Linked DNA regions of Mus musculus: regions 2, 3 and 4 are each linked to region 1. The links are chromatin contacts, called in public HiChIP or PLAC-seq maps. All regions are on one chromosome and are shown on one strand. Each heading gives the region's core, a stretch centred on a gene start, on an enhancer-like site or on the middle of the called end of the contact. The rest is flanking DNA. Distances are from core to core; before and after follow the strand shown. Region 1 has its middle 39 kb from the start of Gm34581. Region 2 overlaps Gm40419 (a long non-coding RNA gene). Region 3 has its middle 31 kb from the start of Gm34523. Region 4 has its middle 150 kb from the start of Gm40418.

Region 1 (6,039 bases), core at 3,418-5,917:
AATTTTCTTCAATTCTAATGGCCATCAAAACTCAGAAAATGGGGGAAATGGCTGCGGAGCACACGGACATTTAGCTGACACCTTTGAAAGATAAGCTTTATGTTAGTATGAAGAAATGGCTAGCTTTGACTTTCCCTCAAGCCTTGCTCAATGTCCTGTGACTGCCAGAAAAATAAAGCCCAAAGTGTAAATGCTCACAATGGATTTAAAGTTAAATAAGGTGTGTCAGCAATATGTGCTTATATGGAGTGTCTTGTTGCTGTGTTTTAGCTTTTTTTGGGGGGGGGGGGGAAATAAAGTGTTTGGTTAGAGAACAGCAACATGGGACTCACGCTGTGGCTTCTGGAGTAAGAAGGACTCGATGACTATGCAGGCAAAAGACAGTGCTAAATGGTAATACACAGACTGAACACATCCTAGTTTTTCTTCATACTAATATCAAGCAGCTAGGAGAACATGACAAAGCCAAAATCCTAGTCTGTAAAACCTGAACCTCTTCTAGGGTCACACAGTGTCTAATATGTACCCCATAATCTTCTATCCACATTTGAGTTGTCAGAGAGAATTAGACAAAAGAGCAAATTAACTCAAGACACATCTTTCCAGCTCTCCTTTGGACCAGCTGCAGGCACTTAAGAATGCCAATAGTACAAATTAATGACTTGCCTATATCTATACAATGGTATTACTCCTGTTGACTCAAACTATGAAATATAAGAGTTTCTATCCACACATACATGTATATGTACTGAGACACTACACTCAAACTTTCTACTGTCTTTCCTGACAGCACCCCCACCTCATACCACAGGCTCACTCAGTCTTTTGATTTTCCTTCTCTCCCTAGAACAGAGCTTCAGAGGGTGTCAAACACAGACCTGGTTCTTGGGCAATTGAGGGAGTCAGGCTGAGCTAACTAAGACAGATCTTATGCTTTAAATATGCTCTTCATGGTAGGATTCAAAGGACTATTAATTCTGTAGATGTGAGGTATGCAAAAACATTGTCGAGGAGCCCAAACACAAAATGATACAACACAGGTAAGCAAAGACCGGAAGAGACTGGCACACAGGCGCCAGCCTGCCAGACCCACCCTCACTCCAACTCCCTGTCTCTGTCTTCTAGCAGAGGCCTAGGACCCACGAAATGGTGTGTTTCACTGAGTCTCTGGCAGGCCCGCTGTGACTCAATCTGTGAAGAAAGACTTGTGCTGGCAGGTAAGAGCAACTGATGCCACGGACCATTCACACTAAGTGACCCCGTGCCTCCAGCCTACCTGCTAGGACAAAGATTAAGACAGGAATCAGGACTTAGAGACTTTCCCTTTCCTTTCTATCACCCCACAAAAACTTTGAAAATAATAACAATGTAATCCTGCTTTCTTTGGGCTTCTGATCCTTTGACTTCTTGTCTCAACATTTTTTTCTCCCTTCATTTATAAAAACAGACACTGAAGGAAGTGTGCACTGCGGCACAGTCTAATTAATCGGCCCAGTCAGGCTGGATCTCAGGGATTCTTTGAGAGACTTGCTTCCCTCTCCTGAGGGCAGCTACGTGTGTACCTCTGCGTGTGTGTGTGTGTGTGTGTGTGTGTGTGTGTGTGTGTGCGCGCGCGCGCGCGCGCGCGCGCGAACCCCCAAGAGCTTATTTGCAGAGGCGCTTCTGTTACCTCTTGCAATTTGAGACTTAAGTGGTCCTTAATATTAAAGGAGGACTTTTGGAAGCTAGAAAGAAATGACCTAGTCACTGCCTTTTCTAGGTAGGCTGTGAACTTTGGTGTTCCAGCAGGGAGCTCAGACCTGTACCTGGCTCTCTCATCTCTCAGGATCAGATACTTCCCTTAATAATCATGGAGGCATTTCTATATTCTTAAGGCTCAGGTAAAGACTTAAAATTTGAATCATTCCTCTGGGTATATAATGCTAATATAGGAATGGAAATTTAACGTTTAATTTTTTTTCTCAAAACATAATTAGATTATTTTCTCCTTTTAGAAAAAAAAATCCAATTTTAGTAGGCTAGCACTTGTGTTAGTAATTGAAAAATAACACTTTTATAGTTTCCTACTCCTAAGTGATGAGCCTTCCTGTTTACTCTCTGTAATGATCTGTTGGAGTAGTAGTACAAAACTGGGTCAAAATTAGGCAACCCAATGAATTACTCTTTGCTATTCATTTTTTATGTCCCTTCCAGGAGGTAACCAGTTCTGAGGACCTTCCTGGAGATGAGGTTTTATTGGGGGAGGGTGGGGGTGAGCTATGCTTCTAGATACAGAAAGCAGGAGACTATCAAAGCCTCTGTTGAATACTTGTTTTCAAAAGCACTGGGTGTATGAAATTATTCTCACTGGATATCAAGTCAAAGGAAAACAGCCCCTTGTTGAATTTTGTCTTCACATCTGACTTACAGCACAGGCTGTGTGTTCAGTTTCTAGACTCTACCAAGCCTACCCCTGACATTTTCTCCTGTAGCACTATGATTCAGTTCGGATGGTGGTTGTCTATAACTGGCCCTTTGTGACCATGTCGCTAGAATGGGCAACCCTCTGAAAACAAGGCAACACAATCTCTTTATTGTCTTTGAATGATCAGTATATTACATCTCTGCTCCACAACCCATGCCCCGGTATCTATAGGTGAGCTTGATCTAGAATCTGCCACTGCAGAAGGCACACAGAACTTAGAGAGTTAGCAACCTGATGTGAGAAAACGAGAAGCACCCACTTCCAGGTGTGATGCTCTGTTGGGAACCTTGCTTCCATGGACAGAGGAGGCTACTGACACTTGAGGGCAAAGTGGGGACAACCTTGTGCAACGTGACTTGAGGAAAGTTCTGATTTGAAAACTTAAAGTCCTAGGGAATGACTAAAAAGTGGACCAAATGAAGCCAATAGATCAGGAAGAATGCTGTCTTCATTCAACAAATAAGAAAGATGTCTGCAAGATGGTGAGGCTTATGAGAAAGCAGGAAAGCAAACAAAAGACCTGAGAGTTATTTATGTAAAGTCAATAAACAAGATACTTTCCTTCACCAGAAAAAAAATTGTAATCCACATTTAGAAAAAAAAAAAAAAAAGAATGCTGTTTAAAAAGACCAGTTGTTTTATTTGTAAACAAGCAATTAAGCAAAAACAAACCAAGGAAGATTTTTTTTTCCTTTCTTAGCACTTTCTTATTCCAAAGTTAGTGGAGTGCTAGATTTCTAAACTTTATTTACTAAATAATCACACAGAGCTTGAATTCAAATGTTTTTAACCTAGATTTTTGAGACTTACATGTCGTCAGATACAAGTCAAGAACAGAATACAATATAGAGCATTTTCTTTACTGCATTAGTTTATTTATGGAGGGGGGTCTGTACGGCCATACATGTGTGGTAGTCAGAAACCAGGTTCAGGTCTTTGACCATATGAGTTCCAGGGATTGAGTTCCCGTCATCCAGGTTGACAGCGAGCACAGTTACACTCAGAGTCACCCCCTTGTTCAGAAATGTGCAGTTGCATAGCATCATGGGAAGAATTTAAAGCTCACATCCCCTTGGCATGCTCATAACAACCGTAAGCACATTACCAATTATTTGTCAACTTCAGTTCTTAGCCTGTAGAAAAAAAGCCAAAGCATAGAATTAGCGTGAGAACTAAGTAGTAGAAATGTCTGTGGACTCTATGACACCAGAGTGACGGCTTGGAACTCTCATTATTGTCTTTGTAGTAGAGGAGATGTTGCGTGGTATTTGAGTATTCATTTTGTTTTCCATTTTTATCTTTTTCATTTTTCAGTATTATGTGATTGGCAAATAATAAAAGACAAACATTTATTGAATAGGAGAATGAATAAAAATATTTTGCCTTGACCATTACCATTATAATAGGCTTTTGACTTTGAGTTGCTCAGTTACAGATGGTACATGGCTTTTTGAAATGTTTGAGCTTTCTGTCTTGGTAGCATATCAAATGGTCCACCCTTGCTGGATCAAGCTTAGTGTCTCAAGCAGCAGCTTGTTCTGATCAAAATAATGTATAGCCAACCTACAGACAAATACGGCAGCATGCATTGAGTCTAGCCCTATCTACTAGGATGTACGTAAGCTTAAGGAGCCTACTTTCCAAATATTCTAAATACCAGGTAAGAATGTGAAAGAGTACGACGTGCATCTCTTTAAGTAAAACAAACATAATATGCTCACACTTTCACCTTCCACAAAACATGAGCTTGGAATCACAGAGTGTGTTCTTCCTAGAATCACTGCATCCAGACGTCCAGACATCCCATTCCCCTCACTTCCCTAAGTTTTCACCTCTGTGTAGTGCACACAGACATATGGACAGATCAACAACAGCCCTGAAGGGAGCTGCAGCCACCCAGCATGTACATTTTGCAGTTCCTTCAACCTGTTTCCCATCCTGCCCATCCCCTACGCAAATCAGGTTTGAATGCCCAAGCTTGTCACCTGGTATACAAAAATGCAGTCTAACACTGTATTTATTAGCAAACCCTTTCCCTTATGTTTAATTTATTGTTACGGTTTTTAAATGTACAAACAGTTATACCAGTTTTATACACAAAACCACAGGTACCGTTTTGTATCTGTCAAAATTCCAGCAGCCTGTGGCGAGAGACAGTTGAATAGATGTCCTGTGCTGCCACCTAGTGCTTTGGTGAAGATGTGGCCGTGTTCACGCCTCGGGAAACCAGGAAACAAAGGCGCACATCGTATGGAATAGCTACTCAAGAGCATTAGCAAACAGATGCACGTATGATCCTTGGACCATATTCCCCGCAACCACGCAACCTAGCTTGTTTTCACACAATAGCCGCTTACATCCCTGCTCTTCGCTGGCAAAACTCCGGCCTTCTAGCCTGGGGGCACCTGGTTTAAATCCAAACTGACTGGGCAAGCAAACCCGCTCTCAGTTCTGAGCCTCTTTCTACAGCTCCCATCTGGCCAAGGTTTCCTTGGCAAGTCTCTTTCTCCTGGAGGGACAGTTTGATCTGAATGTCTGGCCTATTACTTCAATTTGGATAGAAGGTATAAAGGAGTCAGACAGCTTTAAAAAAAAATCATTATCTTTAAAATTGACTAAAACAGCAGCCATCTTCTTTGCAGCGTCCAAAAGTGAAGCTTCTGAATTCCTTTCAGCGCCCAGGGTTTGTATCACCGGTTAGACCCTAGGTCTGCCTCTGTGTTCCTCCCCTTATTGCTGCCCGAGTCCCCGAAACACCATTCTTCTCCTCAATTAATAAATTAGCATGTTGCACTTACACAAACAGTATTTTTAAAAGTGCTATATTAGGCACTGGTTAGTGGGTGGATAAAGGAAAAGAAAATAGCCTTTCAGTGTGTCTGTGGATCACCACCTCCTGTCTCTTAGCCTACACTATCCCTTTTCTCTTCAGACCTTCTAAAACCCTGGACCCACTGACCCTTTCACCGTATTGATTCTCTTTCTTTACCTATATGTATGACTCCTATTGTAAGAATATTAGTACTTCACTTAAACCTTTCGACACCCCTCCTTCCAGTAAATTTCTTTTTCCCTGTTTTATCCCAATGCAGTAAATTCACCAAGCCCATATGCTATTGTCTAAATGTGCAGATTAGAGCCAGTCTTTCTACTAGAGCCCAGGAACTGTGTGCCAGGGCTGGGTAGTGCTTCTTTGCCTGACTTCTGAAGGCTCTGACACTAGAAGTTCTCTAAGATCCAACCGTTCTGGCAGTCCGTGTCTCCAGTCATTCACCACTTAGCCTGTAAGGAACTTCACTCTGGTAAATCCTCTTTACCCTCCTGGAAATCATCACTTCGCCATGGCTCTTAACTGAATTTCTTACCACTTGTTTGTTTCTATTTGTCAAATGCTCCATTGTTTTCCATCCTTCGTGTTTTGCTTTTTTAACATGAACTTCATCTGCATTTGATTTTTATATGTTTAACTTTATAAATACTTTTACCTACCCATCCTTTGGACTATCCAGGCTTTGTGATGGTGGTGATTTTGACAGCAATGGCATGAGTGGTTCACAGGTTACCCCTTCTTCAAC
Region 2 (6,068 bases), core at 1,717-4,216, 860 kb before region 1:
CTGTCAGACCACCATGAATGAAAGCTGGGTATCAACAACAGAAACAGAAAGTTTCCAAACTCATGGAAACTGAGCAACTCACTAAAGATGAAAAAAAGGGGGGGGGGGGTTAACACAAAAAGTAAGAAAGTAATTAAATACTTTCTAATATTGAATAAAAATGAATATACAATATAGCCAAATTTATGGGGCACAATAAAGGTAGTACGAAGAAGCAAATTCATAGCATTAAAAGCCTACATTTAAACATCATACTCAGGTTTGTTTGTTTGGTTTTTTTTTTGTTTGTTTGTTTAAGAGAGCCTACATTTTAAAAAAAAATGGAGAAAGTGGAGAAATAGTGGCACACGCCTTTACTCCAAGCATTTGGAAGGAAGAGGCAGGTGGATTTCTGTGAGTTTGAGGCCAGCCTGGTCTACAGAGTGAGTTCCAGGACATTCAAGACTACACAGGGAATCCCTGTCTCAGAAAACCAAACCAAACCAAACAAAACCAAACAAAACAAAACAAGTCCACAACTACAAGAACAAAAGAAATGGAGAGATTTCCTACTAGTAAATTAGAACATTTGAAAGCTCTAGAACAAATAAAAGATATCACATACAGATGGGGTAGAAGTCAAGAAATTTTCAAACTCGGGACTGAAACCAATAAATAGAAACAAAAGACCTAACAAAACCAATCAAAAGCACCACTGCATAGGTTCTTTGAGAAATTCAGTAATATTTACAAACTACTACCCAAATTAATATAATTACAGATGAAAGGGGCCCTAACGACAGATCCAGAGAATCCAGGGAGTCACAAAGACATACTTTAAAAACCTGTACTCAATTGAAATGGAAAATCTTAAAGATGGATAATTTTTTCAATACCTACCACTTAGATAGATAGCTATTGAAAATCTTTTCTACATACTTAATACCTACCACAACAAAGTTAAATCAAGATCAGATAAGCAATTTAAACAGATTTTTTTTTTAGACAGGCTTAGCCTGGCCTCGAACTCAGAGATCCACCTGCCTCTGCCTCCCAAGTGCTGTGATTAAAGGGGTGTACCACCACTGCCCGGCTTAAACAGAATTTTAACCATTAATGAACCAGAAAAAAAGAAAAACAGCTCAGGGCCAGATTGTTTTAGCACAGAATTCTACCAAACTTTTGAAGAAGAGTTAAGGTCAAATATTCCTATTCTACAAAACAGAAATGGAAGTAACGTTGTTCAATAGGGACTCTGATAATCAAACCTCATAAAGACACAACAAAGGAAGAGAATTACAAACAAGATTTCCTATGAACATTGAAATAAAAATTCTGGAATCCAAGAACAGATTAAAAAGATCCTCCACCATGATTAAGTTGCTTCATCACAGAGATCCTTACGAAGTTTTGCCTTGAGCTTGTTGGTTCTCCTGGACTATGAGAATTCTCCCAACTACTCAAGTACTTTTCATGAGAAGGTGGCTCCCTGATTCTGCAGTGTAACTACTGCTTATTCATTGAATATTAAGGCAAAGATCTTCACATCTCCTATTTCAGTGTGAAAGTTGAAACTATTCCAACAACTTTTACTAATATATGAAAAATAGACAATCTGAATTATAATAAAACAAAAATTATGGGACATTTAAAACACTAGGTTAGATTATGTTATTAGTTTAACTGTAATAATTCAACTTGGGTTCAGGTTAAAAAACAAATTTAGAGATTAACTTACAAAAAATTAATAAAGATCCAAGCCTACTGACACAATTTTTAAATCCAGTCACCCAGAAAGTAGAGACATGAAAATCAGGAGTCTGAGGTCAGCTAGCCTTGACTATATTGGGAGTTAAGGCAGCAAAGAAGAATTTCTAAAGAAAAAAGTTTATAAAAATCCCAAAATATTAAATTAAACAAAGTATAAGTGAATAAAATGATTTAAATTACCGTATCAATTGTTTGCTTGTGTAGATGCTGTCAGAATATTTCAAAGTGTTTGGGAATAGCTTTTTTTTTTTAACTTTATTTATTTTACAGTTTTATTCACATTTCCTAGCCTGGTAGCCCTTTCATCATAGATCTGTGAGAGACTGGTTTTGATGTAATTAAAAAAAAAAAAAACAAGCAGAGCTGTTATTTTTCATTACAGACAAAAGAAATTCTCAATTGATTTTCAAAATCAGATCATTAAAAAGAAACCAATTAAAAATACATTGCTTGTATGTAGAGAAGTATCTTTATATAATCCAAAATCAGATATATCCTATAGATAACAAATTATAGTAAGAGCTATACAAATTTATATATGGCTGTTAATATATGTAAATTGATGTATGCATAAATATGCATGTAGATGTGCATATAGAGAGCTATATATTTTTATGGTTTAACATTAGATACCCGTCATTTTTGCTTTCCTGGAAAATTTTTCCAATATAAAAATGCATTATTTGAACATAAGTAAAATACAGGGTATCTAGTACTCTGAAAACCAATTATCCTGGGAAAAACCATTCAACTGTCTTTTGTGAGCAATGCCATAGAAAAACTATCACCCTATAGAAACAGCCCATCATTATACCACTATAGAAAATGTACTTGTTAGGATGCATATTTACAAAATATAAAAATATCACAATCTGGCAGCTTTCTTTGGGTATCAGAGAAAAAGAAGAAAAAGGTCTTTGTCCTGTGTGACCAGCCACGTATTCTAATCTCCTAGACCATATCTTTCTTTAATGGGAAGGTGAAATGAGAGCATTGTCCTTGTTACTTAGTAAAATAGACAGAACAAAGAGAGCACAGATAATAGCCCTGAGTATCAACATTTATGTTTGAACAGAAAGCTTTGAGGCAGGCTGTGATTTTGATACACTGTGCAAAGTGACTTGTTTTCTGTTGTGAATAACTGAAGTAATAAACAGAGTGTTCCTGCTGACTCTGAGAGCGGTGCTACCTTCTCGCTTGGTTGTAAAAAAAGCGCGTCAGTTACGAACGCACTCCGCTCATATGTGTTTGCTAACTCGGTTCCATGGATGCTGCTGCCTGGAATGATCACTTTGAATTGAAATATGTTTAACTGCAGTTAAAGTTTTAAAACAGCAGTGTTTTTCAGGCAAGGTGAACACATGACAACAGTAATTCCGCAGTTGTAAATTTCTTAAGTTAATAGTTGTATGTTAAAACAGCATCAAGCACCAGCCCAACTTTAGTATTTTTGCATTAAACATGAACTAGGTTATAATTTCGACATATGACATCTCATTTCAAAAATTATTTTTTCATAGGCAGTTATTTATACTCTGAAACATTTTAATTTCTTGAATTAAAGGATGCAATGTAGGTAAAGATATTCCTATATTTTCAAGTTCTCTTTTGATTGGTAAGGGACAGTGCAGGCCCATCTGTTTTGCAGCAAAGAAAGCCCCAAACCATCTGTGTAGAGCCACATGCCAGCTAAAACACAGGGATATGCACAGTTTTTTTGTTATGAAAAATTTTGCAGAATTTTTTCTGTATTAGTGTGAATAAATTAGCAACAACTAAATTAAAGAAATCTTTGGAGAACATATTAACTTTCTAGTGCCTACACTAAATTATATCTATTTAGAATTTATGGAGCTGGTATTGTCCCCATATGAATTTTTCCTTACTGTTTTGAATTTTATACTGAAAATTCATCACTGTCTACAAGTAAACAGCTTCATTGTTAATAACGTAAGGTGATTTTTGTAAAACTGATTTTGATTGGGCAATTCGTTAGTGTTCGAATTTTAATAATTCTTGGGAGATATTCATAGTAATATAGTTAAAAATCTATATACATTGCACTATTTTCACAATATCTAGTAAATGTGACTACATTATGACATATTCTAAAAAATACTTTTGGCTTTTTTTTTTCAGTAACTCTGATAAACTATTTTTGGATTCAGCCAGAGTAATTTGAATCAATTGCTGTCTTTTTGGGAGCAAATAAGCATATTGAGTGATAAATTTAACATTAATCATTTTTCATAATTATATGGTTCTGAACAATTATATTAATATACTTAAAGTGCCTCTAGCTTGAAAATACATTATAGCGCATCCAATAATGGGCTTTTTGCCTAAGCAAAGTTACCATCTGAGCCCCTTTTTCCAAAAAATCAGAGAATCATATACAGGCTGATAATCTTTCCAAACATTTGAAATATCAAATTTTATGATCTTCTAGAAAGTCTTTTATCTTCAGTCTACATTAGTTTGTGTATGATTGCTATTTGATGCGTTAGGAAATTGCAAACAGAAGAGCCATGTGAACGCATATTAGCTCCTAACACAGAGTAAGTACCGATGAGATATGTTACTCTCCGGGGGAGACCTTTTCTGCTACGTTTTACATTGGTGTTGAAAATGCTTATTATCTGTTTAAAAAACATTAAAAGCTTTAAATTCAAGCAGCTCGTTTTTCATTTTGTTAATTGCATAACATACTAATGCTGTACTAGGTTGTTTTTTTCAGGGGTATAATGATGCAACAATATTTACATACCAACTCTGGTTTTCCTTTAATGGTTTCTATAACAAGATCATAATTTCCTTTAGTGTAATCACTGGCAGATTTATTTGGCGTCCCATTTTCCCTCTGCTCTGGCTTTGGGGCCTGGGAGAGAGAGCATATTACTGCCTTTCCCTGTACCATTAAGAACACTGTGTGATTGCTAGAGCCCTATGCTACAGTCATGTTTAGAAAGCTTCTAAATTCGGTGTCAGTGAAAATCAATCGATTCCTATAAACTCTGCCCCTCCCCCCCAAATTAACAAATTTGCTTAGCCATCACAATTTGCAGTAGGGACTTGACTATATGACATGGGAGGGGGGAGGGAAATAACACCGAAGAATGTCAGTTACTTCATAAGAAAATTTCCTAAAAGGATGATCGAGCTGTTAGAGGTATGGGGTGTTGTTTGTTTTTGTTTTGTTTTTACACAGTACACTATTAATCTAAATGTTGATGCTAAAAACTGTGGCTCTAACACAGAATACTACACTTCTGTCTGAGAAGTCCTGCTGTCCTGCCGGCTCCCATCACAATAAAAACCCTCTTTGGGCTCTACGCACATCACCCAGCATTGTGAACTCATATTCTGAGTTGTTCATTTCCCCACAAAAAACATTGATAAAGTGTTAGGTAGGGCTTCTCTGGCTACTTTGCTCAACATACATGCCTTGGGAGCAGATGAAAACATTGTAATACAACATTCCGAATTTAGTCCCATTTGTCCTGCATAGAGAAACAGGATTAACAACAACAACAACAACTACTAAAAATTCTCAAGCTGTCTCCTAAATGAAGCCATTTTGAGAGAAAAATAGCATTAATCAGACCAATATGGATCTTTGTAGCTTTTTCTTTGAATACCGATGTGGGAGGTAACTTTGCAACCCTCTCATTGTGTTTCAGAGAGCTGGTGAAAAGTCTAAACTCTTTTCTGTCAACTACCTAGTGATCTGTTTTAAACCACAGCAACAGCAGAATTTTAAAAAGAGAAACTTCTCATATGATGAGTCTGGGCAAAGTAGGGATGCTCTGCCTGACCAGAGCACAGTCCCTGAGTTAGTTATAAGGTCACTCAATCTTATAAGCTAAATGAAAGGACTAAGTGAAAGGGTACGCAGATAAGATATACATAAAATGGCTCCTTAATGTTCTGGGGAACACGTGTCTGTGCACCCCCCCCCCAGTGTAGAGCCAAGCTGGTTTCAATCCTGTATGAGCTCTCTAGTGGCTAACTCAAGGCTCTTAGTTCATCTGGAACACCCTGTTTCCAGTGTGAGGAACAGTTAGAGGCATGACTCAAAACTATGGCATCATCTTGATGGAAAGCCCTTTGCACATTAAAAGCCAGCGTAATTATTCCTTGCAAACAGTAAATGAGTAACATTTTACTATTTTATTAAAATGTCCTTACAATAATTTAAACTCGATGCAGGATTATTTAAATTAACAAGGGAAGCAAAATAAACACTTAACTTTGTAGCACACCACAATTAAAAGCTATAATCTAAATGACAGGCAATTAGTTTTCTCTTTAAAGAGACT
Region 3 (6,448 bases), core at 2,535-5,034, 750 kb before region 1:
AAATATTGCTTGGTAAATAAATAATGAAAATGATCAGTAATAATGAGTGCTCAAAAACTTAGTTTGCTCAACAATGATATTTATTGAGCTGTACTTTATTTTTCACTTGCAGAAATTTTCACTTAAATTCGAGATAGAAATTTTTACAAAGCATTTAAGAGAGTTAGCTTACGATTACAGATAGACTTTGTCATGAAAGTTATCTTATCAGAGGGAAATTTACTTAAGTTACATTTTGACAGCTTGAAAATAATGCAGGAATTAGTTTTTCAAATTGACAGCCAGTAAGCTAAAAGTTGCTTCATGCTTTGTGCTCTTCAATTACATGTAGAGAATAATTGATAACCCAAATTAATATAGAATCCAAAAAATAATTTTACAAATTAAAAATAATGATGAAACATTCTACTACAACTTGCAGAGTACTTTTTTTTACCATTTCAAACCTTTTTGTTCTAATACAAATATACCTAATAATTAAGGAATACCCTAGACATTTAAATAAAATAATGCAAGAGACCTAAATGGCTAACAGCAGATATAGAGTACTGGAATAATTAAAGTGAACTATTTACCAAGAAGAAACTTTCAGAATCAAAGTGAAGCAATACTTAACATATTATCTCAAAAATGGGTTCAATTTTTTGTAACCAATAGGAATAGACTTTTGTTTGTTTGATTTCTGTAACAGAGGTCAATATTACAGGTGAGAAAAACAATATAGTCATGTGTAACCATTCCTACTTATGGACCTCTCTTCTCATACTTCCACATTGATTTCATACAAATGTCCTTTTTCTTTTCATTCTGTGAGTTATAGAAACAGATTCTCTTCTAAGAGTGCCTACTATGTGCTCGTACATAGTACATTTCCAATAAAGTAAAAATCCTGCAAATCCTATTTTGTCATCATTGTATGAGTGAGCCTTGGGCATTGTCTCAGGATTCAAAGCATTAAAAACATAATCCTTTTGGGGTTTCTTGCACCTTTGGTGTTTCATGTTTGTTTCTCTATTTCCCCTTTAACTCAATGAGTAGACATTTCAGGGGACAAGGCAAATATCTTAAATATATATGATCAAATGTAGTAAAATATGCTGACTTCACCTTTACAAGTTAATGAGTTATGTCAACTGAAAAAAAAACTTATTTTTAAGTGAATTTTCTGAATTTACCAGTCTAAATAACTGAAAATTAATCAAACCATATTTAACATATCAGGCTACTTGAACCATCCACAAGTAAACTATTATGATCCTAGCAAAAGTGAAACATTTTAAAAAGATGTTAGCAAACACAAAAGTGAAGCATTGTGAATGAATTCAAAAGAAAGATCTCCTATGAAAAATAGATCCTTTGTGTATATTTAAATTTAAAAAGGATTGCATATAACTTTACAGGTTTTCTCTTGCTTACTATTTTTCTTTATCCATATCTTGACTGAGGCACTCATTGCCTCTCTACCTTAGACACAATATTTAAAAGCCTTTGACAGAACTGAAGCTGTGAAATGCTTTCCCAGAGTGATGCTGTTGATTTTGACAACAAAATAATGATTTGGTCATCATGTATTATTTGAATGTGTGTTTAGATTTCCAGACAGAATGATTCTTACAGAAAAATAAATAAATAACAGAGGAATTCGCTTTTACACCTTACGGTATCTCTATCTCTTGTGTAGTATTGTTTACCTTACCATAGATTTTTAAATGGAGATGCCTCGACTTAATTTTATGCATTTCAATATATGTTCACCTAGATAACCTATTTGAGTTTTGTTGTTGTTGTGTGTTTGAATTTTCTTGAACAGTTAAATCTGGTAGTAACATTTTCTGGTTCCAGCAGGTGAGTGAACTAATTTAAGCTAATTTATGGGTTAAAACACTGACATATGGGAAAGCCACTTTTTCTTCAATGTGAATTCAACAAAGGCCTCACCACATCCTGCACAGAATGTATTTAAGACAAATACAACATTTAATGTTAGTTTTCAATTGAGACCAAAATACATAATACATACTATAGTTAGAAATGTTAAAATGAGGTCTTCTTTGTGTTCTTGGATCCTAACATGTGGAGAGAATGGGAGTTTGTTTTAATACTTAAACAGCCTTAATAGGAGCCCTAGTCTGACTTGGATTTCACAGAGCTGTTTACAGGAGAGGAAAGTGTGCACTACATTTTAATTATTGCAGAAACTAGGGTCATCTCGGCAAACATTTAATGTTACACTTATGCCTCTTTTTCATTTAACTGTGACCTTTATTTATATTTGGAAACCATATTGCTGAGGAGTAAATCATAAAATGTGAGACTATACTTTAGGTCATTTCTTAATCAGTTTTTTGTTTCCAAAAGCGTAGTCTGAAGGGAACAGAATATTGGCACACTGAAAGGTATTGTGCAGGAAATCTTTAAATGATAGAACTGATAACACTGGATCAGGTTCCAAAATAATATTTAAATAATTGACACTTTAGATAGTAAATAAATTTAAATTATCAGATATTTGGAGTGAAAATCTCCTAAAGGTTTATATTGGCAATAATAAAAGACAAGCATACATGAAAGCAAATTTACATGCATAATATGTTTCTTATATCTATTTTGTATAACTAAAATAAATAGCAAATGATTTCAGAGGTAAATAAGCATCTTTATGCTTATTTAGTAAAAGGAACAAGTTTAAGCACTAAGTAGCATTTTGCATACATACCATAAAATACAAAATAGCACGTGCTTTCTGTTTACGTTGGTTACCAATCTTGATGTTCAAGGGAAGAGTGTGTAAAGTTAACAAGCAATTATTATTTGGCAAATTAGTACTCAACCACCATAAGTAAATAGGAAGCTTGAAACCTATCTGTTATACAGCTTCTTTAATTTGCATAGCACACTGGTGTGTTTGCTTTGCAAATACTTTGCAATGAATCATCATTTGTACTATACAGTCCAAAGAAAAGCAATCAAAATTCACAGCAAGACAATGAAATTAATTATAACTGTTGAATTCTGTGGTGGTAATTCCTCCTCATGCAGGAAGATTAATTGCATTGCACTTTCCTTGCACTCCACTAAATGATCTGATGAATGTATAATCATTTACAGATTTCTCAAATGCTGAAAATTGATTACCTTTGATTAGCTCTGATCTGCACAAAGAGCTCTGACAGAGTATCAGTGAAACATTACAACATTACAGACAAAGTAACAAATGATTTAATTACCAGTGTGCTTATTAATGTTAGATTCCCTGCAGTGATCCTGGCAAATCAGAGGCCTGTAATAGACCTGTGGGTTTCACTGAATTCCATTAGGGTTTAAATAATATTTCTCACTATTTCTCAAATCTTTCTTTTCATGGCTCCTTAATAACTCTAATTAATTTTAATTTGCACAAAAAAATCCACAGCATCTTTAGAAACTTTTAATTAGCTATAAAATAAAACTCTTCTCCTCCCAGGAAGACATATATGATCATCTTTGGAGTAGCCTCCCCAGTAAGTTCTCATTAATAGAAGTTAGCTCTCTGTGATAGTACCACATGTAATTCTCCAGCAAATGTTCAATTGTGCATGTGGCACAACTCTCGTCTTCTAGCTGCAAACAAAACAAGGTTTGTTTTATAAGACCAAAGTTAAGGAACAGTATGGTAAAATGTTTGCACGGAGTGTGGTAAGCACCGTCAGGGCACTTGTATTCTATCATTTGGTGACAATGCATGGCTTGCAACCATTCTGAGGACTATATAGCACAGGAGACGAACTGATTAAGAAACCCCAAGTGTATGCTGAAAGGAATAGAGTATGCAAGAGAACACTGGCCTAGTTAGACACAGAATGTAATGAATAATGTTGGCACAAACAAATCAAGCCCATCTAAACGAATATGAGAGAACATTCAGATCATTTTGGATTGGCAGCTTCTAGGGCTTTCCCCAATTTGATGCCATTATATATGACATTAGATTATTGTGAGGCAGTGACAATAAAAGCCCAGATGATCAGAGGAGTCAAACAGAGCAGCTTAAATTAAAATATGTGTCTACAAGTGTTTCCAGGCAAAGATAAATTAGAGGCTAGGCAATTAAAAGGTTGTTTAGAACAGAAATGCTGATATACAGACAACTTTACAATAATATTTCTTCACAGTGGCTTTGCAGTTCTGCAGCGATGAGGCAAAGGCGCAGGTGTTTCTGGGTGGCATTTCAAAGCCACTAGCTGAAAAACTTAAGATGTGGGACGCACAGCCCCTCATGCTGATGAATATGTTCATTATGCTCAGCGCTGTCAGCAGCAAAGCTATCCATCACAGTGCAACAGCAGAGAGTCGGGAGTCTCTTTTTGTGGAGAAATATTGAAGTCAGATTGTTGATGTCAGAAGTCAAAGTAGAGTTCAGCTATCTGTTTTATGAATCTGCCTGAGACACATTGTGCCTGTGCGCAAACTGATATCTAGCAGAGCTCATTTCAGTAAACGTGTGATTTAGAAGTCAGAAAAACATTCGTACAAACGAACTCAGAGCAGGCAGAGGCTGTGGCACGCATACATAGTTTTTACATTTTAATATGACACCGTTTGGTACTGTTTATCATCTGAAATCCAAACCATATCAACTCTCTAGCTACGCTATTTAAGATCTGTGTACTCTGAAAAAAAAAAAAAATACTCACACAATGAGAAACTATATGAAAGCCCTGCCTCCGCTACACAGGGAATGGCCTTGTTGGACTTGGCTCTGCTTTTATTTTCTTCTTCAAAATGAACCACAAATAATTGGTGAGTTCACTTGACTTTCAGTACAAAAATAGACCCTCTATGGGGTAAAAAATTCAATGAGTATTTACTGGTCCTACACTGAAGCACTTTGAGAAACCGTACTTGGAAGCATGCATCAGATAGCAGAACTGGTCCTCTCTCCTCCCTCTCTCCCTCTCTCCTCCCTCTCTCCCTCTCTCCCTCTCTCCCTCTCTCCTCCCTCTCTCCCTCCTCTCTCCCTCTCTTCTCTCCCTCTCTCCAACTCTCCCTCTCAATATTACTCACTGTATCTGATTATATACCATATGTGTAACCTTCATGCTAGACCTTCCTTGCTGAAGTCTTGGTAAACAGGAACACTCAGGACAAAAAAGAACAGATTCTCTACTCTCAGTTAGCTCTTTTGGACCTAATTTCATTCTTGGCTCACCTTAATTCAGAAGAGAGTCACCTTCTTTCTTTTTCAGTAGACTCTGTTTTCATTCATTTGTGATAAAAATGAATGAAATGAAGCTTGTTTGGTTAGTAGATCTAGTCCTTTTTAATAATAGAACTTTTAAAACTGTTTTCAGGGTAGATGGTACAGCATGGAAACTTGTTTTATTTAAATAAATCTTGAGGATCAAAGTGCAGATTGGAAGTGTATTTCTATAATAAGCGAGGGCTTTGTGTCTCCGAGGGAGTGCATGCTTCGAATGCTATTACTCCTGACAGCCTCTCTGCAAATTTGTAGTGTTTAACAAAAAACAAGCACATTTTTTTCAGTTCAAGCAAGGAAGACTCTTTTATTTTTTGCTGATTTCACCCCTCTTTCTCTTAGCTAGCAGGCCTCAGGGCAGATGATGTCATGATCAGCATCTGCACAGGGGAGACAGAAAGCCTTTAATGAATTGCAAACTTTATTCTATCAAAATACTCTGTCCCAGAGCTTTTTGCCTCCAAATGAGGAAAAGAAAGAAAGAAAGAAAGAAAGAAAGAAAGAAAGAAAGAAAGAAAAGAAAAGAAAAGAAAAGAAAAGAAAAGAAAAGAAAAGAAAAGAAAAGAAAAGAAAAGAAAAGAGAAGAAAGAAAAAACATACAAATATCATGTTGAGAGCTTCAGGAATGCCTAAGATCTCAGGAGATCAAAAATGTTAACTGTTTTTTAAAGCAAGGGGGAACTAAGCAACATATACAGAAATCAATAACAGGGATTATTTTTACCCTAATTTGGTTCAGTGATGCCAGATGTAGAGTAAAGATCTGTGTCTGGAAGGGTCAAGAGTTTGAGTCAAAACTCAACTTCAAGTTAATTGGCTGGTGTTTGCAACGACATAAATTGAAGAGACATAATTTGCCTCTGGTGGAAAGGATCCTTGTTCTTCAGTGTCTATATAAATATCTTCAAAGAAGTCATCTTTTATCTTTCATAATGACAATAAATAGAAAGCAAAAGCAATCGTGAGAGAGCCCATTAGAACAAAAAGGAAATTGCAAGATAAAACAAAATCAAATTGAAGATGTGACTTTATTCAAACAAGATGTATACTTGAACCCAGGGTTGGTTAGTAAATCTTAGTTTCACCTGCCTAATTGAACAGATATATGGACGTTCAGTGCATTTAAGTAAGCATGGTTCTATGTACCAGTTTTATATTTTGAACTATACGCTGGAAAACTATGCAAATTAATAGGCTGTTTTCTTGAATTTC
Region 4 (6,128 bases), core at 2,686-5,185, 970 kb before region 1:
GGCGATATTATAAATGAATACGGATATGGGGTTATGCCCATTCAGAGTTCACAGGGTATTTCTGCAATACAATGATTTGGGAAAACTTTGTGCAAAATAGCCTATTATCAAATAGAGAGTGAATGTTTTAATTTTTTAATTGAACTTTACTTATTTATGACTGTATTGCTTTGCTCTGCGCCACATGCTCATCTGATACTTGTTGAGGTAGGAAGAGAAAATTGGATCCCCTGGACCTGAAATTAGAGATTATGAGATAGGAATCAAACTGTGTTCTGTTAGAAGACCAGCAAGTGGTCTTAGCCAATGACCCATCTTTCTAGCCCCTGAAGTTATGTATGTATGTATGTATGTATGTATGTATGTATTTATTTATTTATTTATTTATTTTTGGTTTGTTTTTTTAGAGACAGGATTTCTCTGTATAGCCCTGGCTGTCCTGGAACTCACTCTGTAGACCAGGCTGGCCTCGAACTCAGAAATCCACCTGCCTCTGCCTCCCAAGTGCTGGGATTAAAGGCGTGCATCACCACTGCCCGGAGTTAATTTTTTAATGATAATCTTAAAAAGAAAAAGCAGTCTTAAAAAGAGATGAAGAATCACATTTTCATCAAATGAATTATATTGTCAAAATTGATAAAGATAGTAGAGATATAAGAAAGATTTCACTAAACTTAAGACTACTTATTTGAATAGCATCAACATCTGTATCATAAGATATTATATACTCATATTATTGCTTCAAAAATAAAGAATAGAAGAATAATTGTCACACAGTTAAAATTCATAAATTAAAAATAATTATATATGGTAATGCCTATTTAAGCTGATTTAATTCCAAATTTACTTTTTTTTTTAATTTGAAGTTAAAGGTACATCTTAGTCTATACCAAATTATGAATAAACGAATCATAAGGAGTAAAGCTTCTTGTTGAAATCAGAAACTATAAAACAATAACCACACTGTGTCTTTTCTCTTGTATGTCTCTTATTGAGTAATTCCTAAGTAATCAATCTGGATACATTTTTATATTCATGATATGCAAGCCCCAATTGATTCCAGTTATCTTCTAAATCAACTCAAAGTTATGAAGAACATCCTTAGACTGTGTGACTTGTCAACTAACATGGATGGAAGCCCCAAAGGATTAGTGGGTATATATGACTCTATGTAAAAACACATTAGCCAAAGAGCTAACATCACTTTACATCAAAGAATGAGCCACATATGCCTTCATTGTGATTATACTTTGACATACAAAAACACTGAGCAGATAATTCATCAGAATATTAGTATCTTGACATTTTAAGGGTCATTTTAGGCCCTTTAATTCAAATTTCTCCCGAGTACCCATAATTTCTTTATGCTTTGATTCTACTAACCCCTTATTTTAATATCCATATTAGATGGCCAATTTTGAATTTTGATTTTTAAAATTTCATCTGAATTACATACAGAAAAGATGAACGGAAAAAGAGAATGCTAGTATATAAGACTGGTACAATGATGAGTAGTGTTAAAAAATGTGGACAGGGAAATTTGTAGTACTTTGACACACAAGGAGGAAAATATCTAAAGACCAACAAAATGACTGGCACCTAGAATAAAATAGAGTGAGTATACTAGAAAAGAAATCCCTCACCCACAATCAACCCATTCCTCTTTAATTAGGTAGCATCAGTAAAGAGTTATTTCAAAATGAGAAATACAGGATATTGAATGTGCTTGTGGTAGACATCTGAAGTCTACAACCTGTATTTCGATGGTGTTTCCTGAAACATGGCTGAGCTGATGTTCATGGTGTCACGGCCCCATCGTGAAGCTTCATCATGAAGCAGAGGCACGTGGAACAGTATTTGCATTAACACACTCCTTCTGAAATGAATTTGAAAGAGTTTCTGAGTTGTCCTGGAAAAAAAAAAAAAAAAGCAGCCTCCCACAGCTGGCTTCTCTATTTTTGGCTTCTCCTATCCCTGTTTTCATGGCAGCTGAGAAATATTAATGTGAGAAAAGTATCTTTATTTTAGTCTTTGAAAAATAACTCAACAGAAAACCCTGCAACTTTATCGGTATAGGGGAAGAGTCAGGAACACAATGTGGAAGAACATTATTGGACCAACCCTTAGAAAAGAGAAAGCCACATAAAAAGATATATATTTACTACATACTAGTTTCTATAGCATATGCTATTTACATACAATGCTTAGCAAACATATTTTACCTAAGTGTAAAATGTCCCTCAGGAATAATTATATAAAATGAGTGTGTGATCAATCACATACATTTAAAAGGCATTTTGGAAAATATTACTTTAATCTATTACATTTCAACAGAAACAAATGATTAGCAAATTTCTTTGAAAATAAGAAAAAGATGTAGTTTTTCTCCTGCCCTTTCTTTGGAACCATTCATACATATAAAGTCACATGTTTCATGCTATTTTTCCCCTTTTTACAAAAAGTATCATCTATCATATCTTGTTCAGCAAATTGGCAATGACAAAACCAAACCAAAAACAAACAACAGCAAAAAAAAGAAGAAAAAATCCAAACCCTGGCCCTGTATACTGAAAGATCTGAACCTCATTGAAGAGTAACAGCAAGTTACTTGCACTTTATTGATGTAGTCAGATCATATGGCGAGTCATTTCCAGACCTATCGATAAACTCATTGATTCTTCTCATTCTTGTAGTCACTGGACTATAGAGAAAAGGATCAGTAGCCATTTGACCTTCATTGTGTATTAAACAAACACCAGATGGCAAGGATTCATTGAGGAAATCCATTCTTTCTTCTTCATAGCCGTGTTCACACTGTTGCTTCCCACTGAGCCTTTATCTCTATTTGTCATGGTGCCAGAACTGCCTGCATAGCACCTTTCATGCATCACAGCTTTCAAATCTTGTCCCATTAGTTTCATTTTGTTTCCATCATAAATAATCTCCCACTTTCTCATACACTCTTTCATTATCTAATAATGGGCTGGGTCAGCCTACAAAGGAGCCAAGCATTAAAGGGTTAGTGAGTACAGTTTGTCCACTTGGTTTCTGTCCAGTGTGTGAACTATTTATTAAATGGACAAATTTGTACAGCTTTTAAAAGAGAAGACTTAAAGAATACAAACATCCTTATCCTACTAACAAGTTGGCTGGAACTCTAGACATAGAAAAATGAGGACATTTGAATCTCAAATTGGAAACTTAAAGCACCATTCCCCATGAGCATGGACCTAATTCAGCCTAATTATTTCTAGAAACACACAAAAGCAAATACCCTAGCCTCTGAAAAATTCCATCACTATTTCTCTTCTTGGCCATTCCTTAGACTCAATTGGACATCTGCCAGCTGGCTACTAGATGTGTTGTAATGCTGGCTAGCCATGACAAGTCAAGTCACTCAATTCGAAGGGTGTTATCCTGTGAGTAAATTTCACAAAGTCCAGCAAAGGAGACCTTCTTTTCTTTTCTTTTCTTTTCTTTTCTTTTCTTTTCTTTTCTTTTCTTTTCTTTTCTTTTCTTTTCTTTTCTTCTCTTCTCTTCTCTTCTCTTCTCTTCTCTTCTCTTCTCTTCTCTTCTCTTCTCTTCTCTTTTCTTTTCTTTTCTTCTCTTTTCTTTTCTTTTCTTTTCTTTTCTTCTTTTTTTTGTGACTGTTATATGAGACAAAATGAGAATTCTTATATGTTGTGTAGGAGTTATACTATAAGATTTAGCACAAGGAGGATTCCCTGAATTCCAACTGAGTGGACTTTCAATATTCATAGAAACTTAACTGTTAGGCAAATAGAGTATGGGAGCAGCTGGAATCAGACTCTCTCCTTACTCAAGGAAATGTTAGGAAGTTTAGAATTAGTGAGCAGGATGCTGAGGAGATGCCGGTGCTGAGTGAAGTCATTACAGTCCATTCCTCCTAAAAGGCAGCCAATTATCAAGGGATAATTGGCCTGATAATGAGCATTCAGACTGGTCAAGAGGGCCCTCTGAGGCCACAGCACCCTTTCCCTCAGAAGGTCACCCTCTGTGCCAAGCATTTGTATAAATGAAAAGTAGGAATCTCAGGGTTCAATTTATTTTGGAATTAAGGAATGAAAGAAAAAAATCTATTTGTTAAAATAATGTGAAACACTTCAGCTATTTAGATTCTCTTTCATCTTTTCCTTTAATATGAAACATTTCTATTATATGAGTATTTTAACTGTATTACAAAGGTACATACAATGGGCACTCATGATTTTTATGTCCATGATAGAGCCAATTTAATAATTTGGAATTTGAAATACATATTAAACGCAAGTTAACTCATAACACTTCTATACACAATTACTCCATTATTCACAGTTATTTGTTAACAATGAATTCATCCCTCTATGGCTTTATATTTAAGTAAACACTTTCTGTCCAGCGCTAAATGGTACCTCTTCTATCTGTCAACTGTCTACTTCATCTTTGTCGCTTCCCAGGACTTTCCCAGGTACCCAGAGTGTTTCCTCATTCAGGACCTCTTGCTCATCCACACCAGTTCAAGTTACTATTGATTAGTGATTATCGCTCATTGTCATCAGTCTTTATGAGGGCAGACACGTTTTTAGCATGTGTAGCATTATATCCCAGAATAGCATCTAGCACACAACAATTGCTCAATAAAGAAGCATTGCAGAAAAGACCGCACAATAATCGTAGGGGTTTCCTCAGTCAGCATTGATTGTGAGAGGTCATATATGTATGAAGACTTCGGAATGGTGTCTGCTCAGCTAATCCCACCCATTTAATACTTTCTTCTCTGTGTCATCAGCTAGATAGATCTATCCTAGAAAAAAAGGCAAAGTGCAATCTTGGGGATGGGACTGTCCTAAAACAACAGCAGCAAACATATCAAACAACAATAATCAAAACAATCAAAATCAGGTGGAAAGAAAGAAAGCACTGAAAGCTCCCAGAAGGAATTATCAGGTAGGTGTGACCAGCTGGGTCATTTGTGTTGCAGGGAACAGGCAATGTCTTTAATAGTAGAACTCCTGATTGACGAAAATCTGAAAAGTAAAGGTGAAGTAACTCATGGTACGTTGTTTCCTCCCACTGTCTGTAAACTGCATATTAGAATGTGAGCATTTCTTCTCTACTTGAAGCTCAAATCACAACAGTTGTGTCAAACTTCACTTCAAGCTCTGCTCTATTTCTTGCAACAGTGACAAATCTGCCTTACATTTTCATTTAGCCTCTGCTGACCTTATGACCTGAAGTTCCTGAGTTGCTTACTATAGAAACTCCACTGTAAAGGAAATAACAATTTCCTACTGTCTCTTTAGATATTGCAATCATAGTGGTAAATATATAAGGAATAATTTGTGTTCCTTTTTAACTTTTGTGATTTTATAGCACTTTGATTTATTGCAGCTCACAGTTTTAACATCCTACAAAATGAAATAGTTAAGTTGACCCATTACATCAAAACATTAGACATATAATGCATTAAATTTATTATTGGAAAATTGAAAGACAGGAGAGAATGCCTCTCAGATGGACATATACATTTAACTTGCCACAAACAACTACCCCCACAATGGTGGTAAAGTTATTGCAATCAATGACCTCACAGTGACATAATTTAAATTATGTAGGGGACATAGGGGACATAGCAGTTATCATGTAATCCAGGGTTCATAGTGTCATGAGCTCTACCATTGGTAATACCCAGAAGCATGTCATTGTCCTAAAAACAAAACCGTGAACTAACGTTCTTCCCTCTGTTTTACAATGTGAACCCAGAGAAACATTAATGTTTTCAGCATTACAATGTTTTTTTCCATTTATAAGCTATCAGTCCGGATCAGATTCTTTATAACATTATTGGAGCCACTTTCCCACCATATCTGAACAAAATGTTTAACAAAGAGAGGCCCATTGGACACGCAAACTTTATATGCCCCAGTACAGGGGAATGCCAGGGCCAAAAAATGGGAATGGGTGGGTAGGGAAGTTGGGGGGAGGGTATGGGGGACTTTTGGGATAGCATTCTAAATGTAATTGAGGAAAATACATAATATATATATATATATATATATATGAAAAGGCAAAAAAAAACAAAACAAAACAAAACAACAACAACAACAAAAAAAAAAACAATGGAACAA

What was found. HiChIP or PLAC-seq counts read pairs in DNA pulled down with a chosen protein or histone mark.
Region 2: a contact with region 1 is called in an H3K4me3 HiChIP or PLAC-seq map of embryonic forebrain, with 6 times the contacts expected there. The contact joins two enhancer-like sites. A contact is called at or near these places in 1 of 15 datasets of contacts at CTCF or cohesin (the NIH/3T3 cell line), 3 of 484 Hi-C or Micro-C datasets (cerebral cortex and cortical neurons) and 1 of 115 datasets of contacts at active chromatin or transcription factors (embryonic forebrain).
Region 3: a contact with region 1 is called in an H3K4me3 HiChIP or PLAC-seq map of embryonic forebrain, with 5 times the contacts expected there. The contact joins two enhancer-like sites. A contact is called at or near these places in 4 of 484 Hi-C or Micro-C datasets (cerebral cortex, forebrain and neural progenitor cells), 4 of 115 datasets of contacts at active chromatin or transcription factors (astrocytes, embryonic forebrain, forebrain and 1 more) and 2 of 9 other capture datasets (embryonic tail and embryonic trunk).
Region 4: a contact with region 1 is called in an H3K4me3 HiChIP or PLAC-seq map of embryonic forebrain, with 5 times the contacts expected there. The contact joins two enhancer-like sites. A contact is called at or near these places in 1 of 15 datasets of contacts at CTCF or cohesin (the NIH/3T3 cell line), 3 of 484 Hi-C or Micro-C datasets (cortical neurons and cranial neural crest) and 3 of 115 datasets of contacts at active chromatin or transcription factors (embryonic basal ganglia, embryonic forebrain and forebrain).

What each region holds. Positions count from the first base shown.
Region 1 is chr12:50,939,169-50,945,207 of GRCm38.p6, forward strand. No RefSeq gene overlaps it. Among named protein-coding and RNA genes, the nearest start is that of Gm34581, 39 kb to the right of the region's middle. Within about 2 kb of position 4,668, at least 42 of the 459 cell types and tissues checked have an H3K27ac peak or open chromatin away from gene starts, as enhancers often do. A contact at or near this core is called in cortical neurons, embryonic forebrain and forebrain, where this site is marked.
Region 2 is chr12:50,078,370-50,084,437 of GRCm38.p6, forward strand. All of the region lies in intron 2 of Gm40419 (a long non-coding RNA gene), which reads right to left. Among named protein-coding and RNA genes, the nearest start is that of Gm40418, 39 kb to the right of the region's middle. Within about 2 kb of position 2,967, at least 14 of the 459 cell types and tissues checked have an H3K27ac peak or open chromatin away from gene starts, as enhancers often do. A contact at or near this core is called in cortical neurons and embryonic forebrain, where this site is marked.
Region 3 is chr12:50,188,132-50,194,579 of GRCm38.p6, forward strand. No RefSeq gene overlaps it. Among named protein-coding and RNA genes, the nearest start is that of Gm34523, 31 kb to the right of the region's middle. Within about 2 kb of position 3,785, at least 12 of the 459 cell types and tissues checked have an H3K27ac peak or open chromatin away from gene starts, as enhancers often do. A contact at or near this core is called in embryonic forebrain and forebrain, where this site is marked.
Region 4 is chr12:49,971,851-49,977,978 of GRCm38.p6, forward strand. No RefSeq gene overlaps it. Among named protein-coding and RNA genes, the nearest start is that of Gm40418, 150 kb to the right of the region's middle. Within about 2 kb of position 3,936, at least 14 of the 459 cell types and tissues checked have an H3K27ac peak or open chromatin away from gene starts, as enhancers often do. A contact at or near this core is called in embryonic forebrain, where this site is marked.